Regions from separate parts of the Mus musculus genome. Here region 2 is linked to region 1. The links are chromatin contacts, called in public Hi-C maps. All regions are on one chromosome and are shown on one strand. Each heading gives the region's core, a stretch centred on a gene start, on an enhancer-like site or on the middle of the called end of the contact. The rest is flanking DNA. Distances are from core to core; before and after follow the strand shown.

Region 1 (5,506 bases), core at 2,054-4,553:
CTAGCCTGTGCCTGAAATCAGTGCAAACTGTAACAGAAAAGCTACAAGACCTATTGTGACTGATAAACTTGGAATTATAAATTCTTCATTTTCAGGTTATTTACTCTTCCCTCTCAATATTGTGTCTCCTGTTATCTTTTAACTGCTCTCCTATTTCCCAAGGCCTGACACTTCTGTGAAAATATTTTAGATATATTCAAGCAATGAAATGAATTTCAAGTTCCAACTTTCTTTTGTTAAGACAGGGTTTCTCTATGTAGCCCTGGCTGTCCTGGAACTCTGTAAATTAGGCTGGCCTCGAACTCAGATATCCGCCTGTCTCTGGAAGAAGGCTGGGATTAAAGGCACTGGCTCAAGTTCCAATGCTTAAAGGGGATGGCAGATAACAGGTCATAAGATGCATTTCTTAACCAATTAAAAACTGCTTTTCTGTTACCAAGACAGTCATTTGTAAAAAAATATTTCCTAGGCCCATATTAAAACAAAAACAAGCTGGTAACTCTAGAGGTTAGACAAACAGTAGGCTATTAAAAGTGGTAGTCAATGTACTAGTTAAGTTTTAGGGACCAGGAATGATGTCCTTGCACTTGATTCTCAGTAGGCTGGCCCCTTTAGAGTTCCTCTAAGAAGAGAATCCCACACTAGGTCAACTGAGTATCTGTTCTATCAAACATGAGGACTGTAATGGACAAAGATGAAATAGTGAGTGGACACAGGTAAAGGTTGAACAAATAAACCCTTTGCAGTTCTCGTACAAACCAATCTAGAAAAAACACAGTAAAAAATACTTTCCCACTCCTGGTGGGAAATACAAGCTTTCCATGTTTTGTGATGGTATGTTATAGAGAAAAGCACCCTAGAAGACAGGGACCTTGGTTCAACTCTCACTTCAATATGGCCTTGAATAAAAATTTTCCCAGCCCAAAATTCCTGTTCTACCAAATGGCAGACAACTGGCTACCATTCCACTGGGCTGCCTTAAGTTTCATTGTGTACAGGAAGCACCCAAAGCCTGCTGCATATTAAGTTTCCAATACATTGTTTTGCATCACTAAAAAATGAAACACATTCTTTTCTATTTGCTTTATTTCTGCTCTGAACATTGAGGTAAACTTAAGCTTTCATTTTCATAAATTCTAAAGCAAGAGCCATGTTTAATAAGCTTTAGATGTAATAAAAGTGCGTCCCATTCTTAGAGATGAAAGTGATTTATCAACACTGGCTTCAGAATAACTACAAGAAAGAATATATGAGACAGCTCAATTCTCACAGCTGAAGATAAACAATGATGTAACAATTTACATTAAGGATATAAAGATAGTTGGTAGAAAACAAGATTTTTCCCCTCTTCCAGTAAAGTAGAAAATAGGTGTGCCAATAGATTTGTTAGAACCTAGCTCTAGGATGCAGAACTTAAAACAACAACAACAACAAACCCAGGAAAGTAATTAATCCATGATATAGCTTGATTTTTATACAGTTAAAGAAAATAGCCTTCTACCACATATGGGTAATAATTTCCCTCTTACTGGTAGAATAGTGGGTTCCACACAAAATTATTATTTACCAAATATGGCTCTAAGATCAGATTACAACTCCTCTGCCATTTACCAAGTATAAAGCAAGTGTCACAAGCCACAAGGAATTTAAGAAAAACATTTCTTTACAGTTACTTAAAATGTATTCATACCACAACTTTCTTTCAAAATAGTTTTAAAAACTTGACATGGAAGTATATCACTCAGATAGGATTTTATCTGTATATTCCTCACAAAGGGAAAAAAAAAAAAGTCATGAGAGATTCCCTGTCACTAACTCTTTTGGAGACCTTTCACTACTTTAAAGACTACCAAGGAGGGAAAGCACTGTAGATAAATCAATATAATTTTATAATTAGCTATCATATTGAAATCTCATTACTCACAGTAACATTTCAGCTTGTCTTCTTGGCTGTTTTCCATGTATAAAGTATTAGAGAATAGTAGACCTGTCTCCTCCCTTTCGATCACGCCTGGCTTTACTTACGTATTTACTTTTGGTCTAACTGTATTATGGAGCATCTCCAGGACAACGTTATCTAACAGTGATGTTGGGGCTAGGGAGGATGGCAGGTAGGTCTCATTATGCAGCCAGGTCTCCTTTTGCCTCAGCCTCCTATGCAGTTATAGGCAACATCCCAATAGGCTTTGATTTATGACTTCTTAATAGGAACTTGGCATTTTCCTAAATACTAAAATGGGAATTCTAGCATCTTACCATTTTCTTGTACCAAAATGGTGGTTTCTGGTCTGAGATGTGAACACTTAGGAATATCGCTATATTCTTCTTTTTAAAAATAACTTGAAATTCCCCTCTTCCACTTTTTGATATCCTTTAGATTTTCCACACCTGTGTTCACCTAACACTAATTCATCTACAATATTATTATATGGAGACCACTTGATTAATTAAGCATTGTTTTTCACCAACTTTCCTGAGACTGGTCTGTAGTCTTTTATTCTATTTTACTATCATGGTATGTTTGGCTCTGTAGAAAGAACCTCAAAGTTTACCTTTTCCTCTCTTATGTTGTGAAATAGTTACCTGATGCTTGAAGTTCAAAAAAAAAAAAAAAATTCAATGTTTAAAATCTCCAAGGTCTGGTTACTCTGTGTAGGGAGTGTTTAAGTTTAGACCTTTCGTTTTGTGAGTCCAGACCCTTTCATACTTCCTTTTCTCCCTCCCTCTCTCCCTTTTCAGGATTTCCCTTTAACTAAGAACATATAGAAGTCTTAGTCATCTTAAACACACTGCCACGTGCATACACCAAAGTTGCCAGTTAAGTCTGAAAGGGATTCAGCAAGTACTAATTCATAAAGCAACTTATTCAAACTGCCCTCTACATTTTAGCCTAGCTAGTAGGAAGCCAATGAGCACAGAAGAAATTACAGCAGCAGCGTAAGAACTGAAACAACACAAATAAGAAACAATATTCAGGCTCCTTTCCTGCTTGCCACTCCCACTAAAATCCATTCCAGTTTGCCTTCTCCAGTTTGGGTCTCTACATCAGAGGTCAAGAAAGCTACAGATTTCCTCTCTAGCTTTTGGTTTTGAATGCATAAAATAACGACGATTATGTTATTTTGAAAATGTAATTTGTCAGGTTCAATGTGACACATCCAAATATGGATTGAAATTGAGAACAGTGACTACACCAGAGATGAGGAGGAGATCGGTCAATAAGAAAAAACAAGGTTGTAAAAGCAGAAGATAGACAATTATAGGGAAACGTGGTAGTGAAACAGCACAGTTAGTTACCTTAAAGAGGAACTGCTGACACTGCTGTGCTCTGCTGTGTAAAACCCTAACCCTTTCCCTTCTGTGTGCACCTCTCCTTCAAATCCTAACCTTAGGTATCTTTAGGGTCATGCAATTTAGATTAAAATCTATTAAATGTACCTTTAAAAAAAAAGGCAGAGTCTCATATACTCTAAGTTGGCCTCAAACTCGCTGGGTGGTTGGCCCTCTTGCTTCCACTTCCCCAGTGGCATAACTACAGGTGTGCTGAATCACCATGCATGGCTTATGTTTTGCTGAGCTTGGGGCCTTAGGCATGCTCGGTAAGCATTCTACCACCTGTGCCATTATTTACCTACTGCTAAATCTACTTACTTTAAATATTTAAGTTTCAAAAAAAATATTCTTGTGTATAGTCATCATCCATGGCCCTGTTCTTAGAAGGGCATTTTTACACAAGTGCATTCTCAACTCCGGGCACATTCCAGTCTTCTATCTTCTTCCTTTCCCTCTCCATTAGTCCTCTTTGCTCCCACTATAGCTTTATATCAGGGTTATATACAAATACATGGTTTTACATATTTTTATCACATCTAGCAACTGAAAGTGAGAATGTATATGGTTTTTGTCTTTCTGAGACTGGCTTCATTCACTTTCATCTACTTTGCTCTTCTGAGTGGAAAGCATTCTATCTGTGTCCATACACCACATTTTCTTTATCCATTCCTCTGCTGTACCTCTGTGACTTGACTTGGAGGCCTGGTTTGGGTGCGTGACATGATAGATCTATTTTTCGGTCTTTGAGAGGTGTTCATATTGATTCTCACAGTTGCTGGACTACCTCACCCTCCCATCAGCAGTATACATGTGACTTTCCTTTTGCTCAAAGCCTTGCCAGCATTTATTATTATTACTTGTTTTCTTAAAACTGATCTACTTTTACTTCCCATCAGTCCCTGTATCTGTAGAAATCCATTCCGGCTTTCTGAACATATTCAAACCCCTTTTCTTCCCTCAGTGAGCAATGATCTTGCTTAGAATGCAATCTCTCCACTTTTGACACATGCTAAAACTACTTCTTCAAAATCAACCTTAGTTTGACCTTCTTCTTGAATTCTTCTCCCCTGCTTCCGTCCTCACGGCGACACTCAGAACTACTAATGCTCCTGTGGACTAATAAACACCACAAGTCATCGCCATCCTTGTACTGCTCTATATTTTTGGTGACATGGACTATGTGCTTAAATATAGAACATTGCCTATATGCAATATTGACACATAAGGTGTACAAAATAACTAAAATGTTCTTAATAAATCAAACATTAGACTTTGTTTTGCAATTTCAAATACCAGAAAATACATTGGGAAAACCAAAATTCCACTAGTTGATGTGGTTTGAATATGCTTGAGTTAGGATGTGGCCCTATTTAGAGGTGTGGCCTTGTTGGAGGAAGTATGTCACAGTGGGTATGGGCTTTAAGACCCTGATCCTAGCAGCCTGGAAGCCAGTCTTCTAGCAGTCTTCAGATGAAGATGTAGAACTTTCAGCTCCTCCTACACCATGCCTGCCTGGATGCTGCCATGCTCCTGCCTTGATAATGGACTGAACCTCTGAACCTGTAAGTCAGCCCCAATTAAATGTTGTCCTTATAAAAGTTGCCTTGGTCACAGTGTCTCTTCACAGCAGTAAACCCCTAAGACAGCAGCTAAAATGGATTATCTAAAACCCCAATGAGAACCTAGATGCTCATTAAGAATCCATGAAGCCGGGCGTGGTGGCGCATGCCTTTGATCCCAGCACTCGAGAGGCAGAGGCAGGCGGATTTCTGAGTTCGAGGCTAGCCTGGTCTACAAAGTGAGTTCCAGGGCAGCCAGGGCTATTCAGAGAAACCCTGTCTGGGGGGGTGGGGGTGGGGGGAAATCCATGAACTTATTTACTGAGCTGTAAGAAATTTCATGAATTTATTAATTAAATTAGTAAATTAGGGAAGGAATACCTTAAAAGTAGAAACAAAATACTTCATTTCAAAGTATCTACAACACACACCTAGACTCTATGGACTAAGTTTCTTACATAGCTTAGTGGCAGGCCTTGGATTAGAACCTGGATTTTGACTCATTCTGAAGCTATAAAACAAACACTTTTGTCTTCTACAAAAAGGTTTAGTATGCAAAGTGGGTATATGTGCATAAGGTTCCCTATTTCTGAACGTCATGAAACATATGAAAT
Region 2 (5,506 bases), core at 1,816-4,315, 130 kb after region 1:
AACTGAAGTCTAGATGGTAGAAGAAAAGAAACAATAGCATTTGTCTTTCTGTGCCTGGATTATTTCATTTAACGTCCAGTCGCATCTGTTTCCTGCAAATGTGATTCACTTTTATTTATGGCTGAATAAACTTTGTGTGTGTGTGTGTGTGTGTGTGTGTGTGTGTGTGTGGATAGCTAGCCCAGCTCTATATTTTAAGGTATTATTGATAGTGCAGCAATAATTGTGAATGTGCAGGTATCTCTGTTAGGTAGATTCTAGGTACATCCTACCTCTGTAGGTAGGCAGTAGATAGTTGGTTATATACTCAGGATGGCTGGACAATACAGCTCTGTTTTTTGTCTTTTGAGGAACCTCCATAATGACTTCCATAGTGGCTGTGCACTGCAGTTTATATCCCTCCCAGCAATATGTACTCTTTGCCTACATCTTGGCCTTATATGTTGTCATTTCTTACCTTGATGTTAGGTGGAGTTTGGGGCAAGGTAGAGTCTAAAAATAATTTAAATGTTATGTTTCTTGATGACTAATGATGTTGAATGCTTTTCCCAATATTTACTATTCATATGTGTTTCTTTCTTTTATTTTTAAGAATTGACTATTCAGTTTGTTAGCTTGTGGTTGATTAAAAGACTTTTTCGTGAGGGACCATTTGATCTTTGTAATTCCTTACATACTCTAGATATCTACTCTCCTGACTGAAGTACAGTTAGCAAAGATTTCTTCTATCCTGTAAACTGTCACTATTTTCTTCTCTTTTTAGTTTCATGTAATCCCCCCCCTTTTTATTTCTGGGGTTATTTCCTGTCCTACTGAAGTTCTCAGATGGGAACAAGAACAGTTGTTTATTTATTTATTCCAATTTCTTTGATCAAATATATCTGTTTTGCTTTCTGACTTCTGGGGTCATTGTCTTAATCCATTTAAGAAACTTAGTTTCTGAACTCCATGTGATAGTTTAGAAGCAGGTTTCTTTGGGATGACTGGATCACCAAATATCTACTTTAAAGAAACTGAGAGTGGCAAAGAAATATTTGCAAAAAAAGAAATGAAAAGAAAGAAAGAAAATATAACTGTAGTCAGGAGTATTATAGAATGATATTAAGAGTTCTAGAGCTGTACTGTTAAAGATGCCACATATTTGAGTCATAGAACATAGTGAAATCAAGCTGATATTGACTGAACTCTATCCCTCCTCCATATGTTTGAAGGAGCTATGTTCACTACTGGAGAAGGAAAATCGTCATCAATGCTCCCCTTCTGTGAACCCTAAGAGCTATAATAATGACCAACCTGGTAAGATATGCTCAGTGGCAGGAATGCCATGGGAACAACCAACCACTTTCTGAATCACTTGAAGCCAACTTCACAGCATAAAACCCATAAAACCTGTCACTGTCACAGGCCCTAGGAGAGAACCGACTATTATTATGCCAATGAGAGGATTAAACTGAATTCTAATGACTTAGCATTATACCCATGAGTAAGTGTATCCCTCAACTCGCATCCTGGGAGTGTGTGATTTACACAGAGACCACATCTGGTGAAGATGTGGAGAATAAGAGACTGGAATGCTCATTGCCTTAGTTAGGGTTTTACTGCTGTGAACAGACACCATGACCAAGGCAACTCTTATAAAGACAACATTTAACTGGGGCTGGCTTACAGGTTCAGAGGTTCAGTCCATTATCGGCAAGGCAGGAGCATGGCAGTGTCCAGGAATACCCGGTGTAGGCAGAGCTGAGAAATCTATATCTTCATCTGAAGACTGATAGCAGAATATTGGCTTCCATATTGGCAGCTAGGAGGAGAGTCTTAAAGCCCACACTCACAATGATACACCTACTCCAACAAGGCCACACATACTCCAACAGGACCATACCTTCTAATAGTGCATTCCCTGGGCCAAGAATAGACAATCCATCACATTCATTCCTCAATGAGACATATCTCATACCCCCTTCTTTCTAGTGTGCAGGGATCATTGCAAAAGAGGCAGCAAAAAGATTTAAGAGCTAGAAGCAGTGAGTGACTACAAAGAAACACAAGTTTCTGGACACAGCAAGGTAGTGGTACAGATAAACTCACAGTGCTTGCGACAGTGTGTACAAGACCTGTGACACTCAAGTCAGAACAAATCCCGGGATAGAGAGGGGAGGTAGACACAAAATCCCACCCATAGTGTAGGAGTTATTGGCAATGGCTAGCTACTGGGAGAGGGAGAGCCCATTTTCTTTAAGAGTGTGACCACTGGTAGGCAAACCACACTCTGGTGAATACCGACCCGCCCTAGAGTGTATGGGCAGCACAAATTGGTCTTGCTGAATTTTAGAAAATGAGGGCATGAAGCTGGGTAAGTAGAGAGGTGCTGTGGATCTGGGAGGAGCTGAGGTAAAGCAAATGAATGTGGTCAAAAGGTTTATGAAATTCTAAAATAAAATTGCTTTAAAATTTTACAGTTGGGTTGTCTTGATGACTACCCACTTTCTAAGTGGGAGTTTTAGGTGAACAACTGGAGACTTAGGTCAGATTACGGGCTGAATATTTGTGCCTCTGCCAAATCCATGTGATGCTGGATGTGAGTGTATTTGGACAAAGAGCCAAAAGGAATCAATTAAGTTAAATGGGGTGGGCATCTGGTCCAACGGGATTAATGAGAGGAGAGACCCTTCTAAGAAGATAACCAGGGTCTCCAAAAACACAGAGGCAAGGCTATATGAGCAAACAGCAAACTCACTACAAGTTTTCAGAAGACGTTTCAGATTAAAATGGGATTTTCTATCATCTTAACATCCAATCTTCCAAACTTCAAGGAAATAAGTGTCTGTTGTTTAAGCCAACCAGCCTGTTGCATGTTATTAAGGCAGCTGGAGCAGACTTGTGTAAAGTCTGATTGAGTCCTGACATCCAATGTGTGGATCCATTAAGGTATTTTGATCTAAATTATTCCTTTATTCCCTTCAAACTAAATTTGCTTTAGGGCAGTACTTGGGAGACTGGAGTGGCCAGAAGTAGGGAAGTGGGCTTAAGGAGCCATCTTTCCCTTTCAGAAGGCTACTGGGTTCCTCCTGCCCCAAGCATAAGAGAACATGAATCTAGAAGTCATGAGGTCAAGCCAACCACATCCTCATGACAGTAATAAGGCATAGGAAAGCTGTAGATGTGAAATCTTGTTCATACTATCTGAATGGAAATTTGCCTTGCTTCATACATGGATTTTCTTACCTGCAGATCTCCTGTTTCAGGGCACTGAGAGATGATATACAAATATCAGGAATTCTATTATCTAGGAAAATGGAGCTCTGACCCCAGCCTTCCCTGGAAGCCAACCCCTTTATCTATAGCAAAACAGCCCAGGAAGCCAGGCTGCTATAGGTCAAACTTACAGGAAGCCAGCCTGCTATACATCAGACTCACAGGAAAGCCAGCCTGCTATCTCTGGTAACAACCAACGAGCTAAGCCACAACCCTGTGTCAGCTCCAAATGGCCAAGGCTTGATTAATAAGAAAAAACTTCCCTAATCTTTGTTTCTGCTTCCAATTTAAAACCAATTAAAGAAAGCCAAATCTGTAGCCCTAGCCAATTACAGATGATGTGGCGTCTAGTTTCTCCAGCTTCAGTGCCCCAAGTTCAACAGCCCCCAATCAATCAGGCACATCAGAAACCTTCCCCTTTCCCCAGTAAAGTTTGCCTATGTCTGTTACTGCCTTTGAGACTGTCAAAATGTAAATGATGGTGGTGGGTTCCCATGCCCTCGGCTCTGAACACATAGCTTTGCATTTCTTATTTTGGCTGGTCTCCATTTCTTTCCATACCGACTTCAGGGTTGATTTGGGAAGACCTTTTTACCCTTAATTGTGTTCTGAAACATTTTTTGTTATATTTATGACAAAGACAGTTTTCATGTATGATGGAATGGTAGTTAAGGGTACCTCATAGAGAGCATGGGGGGGGGGGAGATACCCATGCTAAACTTGAATGGAGGTAGAAATGAATCCTTGGCCTGAAATACAGGAATACTCAGGCCCCAGGAAGAGAAAGTATTCCCTTCTCCAGACACAAATGATCTATGCGTACAACCCATGAGCCCCGGTCCTTGGAGTGATGGTCCCATTATCTTTCACTCTATGTCACTTTTGCAAAACTATTTGTAGTGGCTTAGCCCTATGTTCCACTGAGCATGGCAGCCTGGCCTCCCAGCTGTTCCCCTGGGGACTGGGCACACAGTCTAGGTGGTTGTTTTGCTCCGGCTGTAGGGGAAGCATGAGGAACTTCAAAGGAAGCTCTTTGGGGGCTGATCTTGGCAGTCCTGCTGTTTTGAAAGACAACAGGGAAATGGGAAAGAGGGGATTTCATTTCTTGGGAGCCTCTCTACTCAGTTCTGGAAACATGAATATCAAGTGTACAGGGTAGAACCGTTTGACCACTTTTTTATCTGCCTGCTTGGGAACAAAGCTTTGTACAAAAACAAAAACATCAACCAAGAAACTTATGGCTTAATATTCTTCCCTGGTTTGTTTTTCAATAAGAGATTTTTTCCCCCCTTAAAACACAATGTTGCTAATTGTTTAACGTTCATTTTGATGAACTTAGAAAGTGTGAGGTGTCTAGCACAGCCCTGAACTTGTCTTTATTGACCAGGTAGTTCCTTGGAAAAGAAAGATTCCGAGCTGGCATTTCTTCTTCAGTGGCTTATTTTCTCTCATAGTAGACAGCTTGCCAGGCTTTAGCCCGTGTGGATAACAGTACTCAATAAGGCTCACAAGGAATTGTTTTGATTGGCCAGGCTTGCAGGGGGTTGGCCAGTGATGAAACGATCCAGAGTCACAGGGTTCAGAAAGAGTGGAGTCAACACAGACACAATCTACCAATCTAATGTTTTCTTGTCTGTAGATAGGGATCAGGTAGTTGCATGGACTAGAGACTTTGGGTCCAGTTTGATCCAGTGTAGGCTGGAAATCACAGTCTCTTGTTTTGTGTGTCTCTGCCTCAGAAACATTGTTTGAGATTGCATAGTCAACCATTGTAGACAGCTACTAGACCTTTTAGGGGAGGGGTGTTGGGAGAAGTCAGTAAATGTGAGTCGATGAGAAAAATTGATGTCCAATGAGTGGTGTTTGCTAGTCAAGCATACACAAGGTAGAGGAAGTTGTGTAAAGCAGGCCTTTGTCTCAAAGTAGAATCATAATTCAACTCTCAGCCCTGCCCCAGGTAGTTCCTCAGCCCATGCCAGATGCCACCCCTAGGTTCTCAGTTTGGCCTGGTGAGTGACATCTCTGGATGTCTACTGGTCTAATTAAGCAGTAAACCAAAAATCTCTGAATTTTCCCTTTCATCTCTAATCTCTTTATTGTGCTCCTTCCATCCTTAGAGTCTTTCTATATCTGACAAAGAACCTCCTTCCCTTGACCAAACCTTTGTCAACTTCCCCTTTTCTGACCAGTCCTCAAGCCTGGTCCTTAAGCCTCACGTTGGTCTGCTGTCTCAATCAGGGTTTCTATTCCT

Evidence for each region. Hi-C and Micro-C count contacts between places; a contact is called where the count stands out from the background.
Region 2: a Hi-C map of ECoMG-derived neutrophils shows a contact between it and region 1, with 3 times the contacts expected there. The contact joins two enhancer-like sites. A contact is called at or near these places in 3 of 484 Hi-C or Micro-C datasets (ECoMG-derived neutrophils, bone marrow-derived macrophages and nephron progenitors), 2 of 115 datasets of contacts at active chromatin or transcription factors (CD8 T cells and the HPC-7 cell line) and 3 of 9 other capture datasets (adipose tissue, liver and pancreatic islet).

What each region holds. Positions count from the first base shown.
Region 1 is chr10:7,933,463-7,938,968 of GRCm38.p6, forward strand. All of the region lies in intron 1 of Tab2 (TGF-beta activated kinase 1/MAP3K7 binding protein 2), which reads right to left. Among named protein-coding and RNA genes, the nearest start is that of Tab2, 20 kb to the right of the region's middle. Within about 2 kb of position 3,304, at least 35 of the 459 cell types and tissues checked have an H3K27ac peak or open chromatin away from gene starts, as enhancers often do. A contact at or near this core is called in ECoMG-derived neutrophils, the HPC-7 cell line and bone marrow-derived macrophages, where this site is marked.
Region 2 is chr10:8,067,231-8,072,736 of GRCm38.p6, forward strand. No RefSeq gene overlaps it. Among named protein-coding and RNA genes, the nearest start is that of Gm30820, 90 kb to the left of the region's middle. Within about 2 kb of position 3,066, at least 29 of the 459 cell types and tissues checked have an H3K27ac peak or open chromatin away from gene starts, as enhancers often do. A contact at or near this core is called in ECoMG-derived neutrophils, the HPC-7 cell line and bone marrow-derived macrophages, where this site is marked.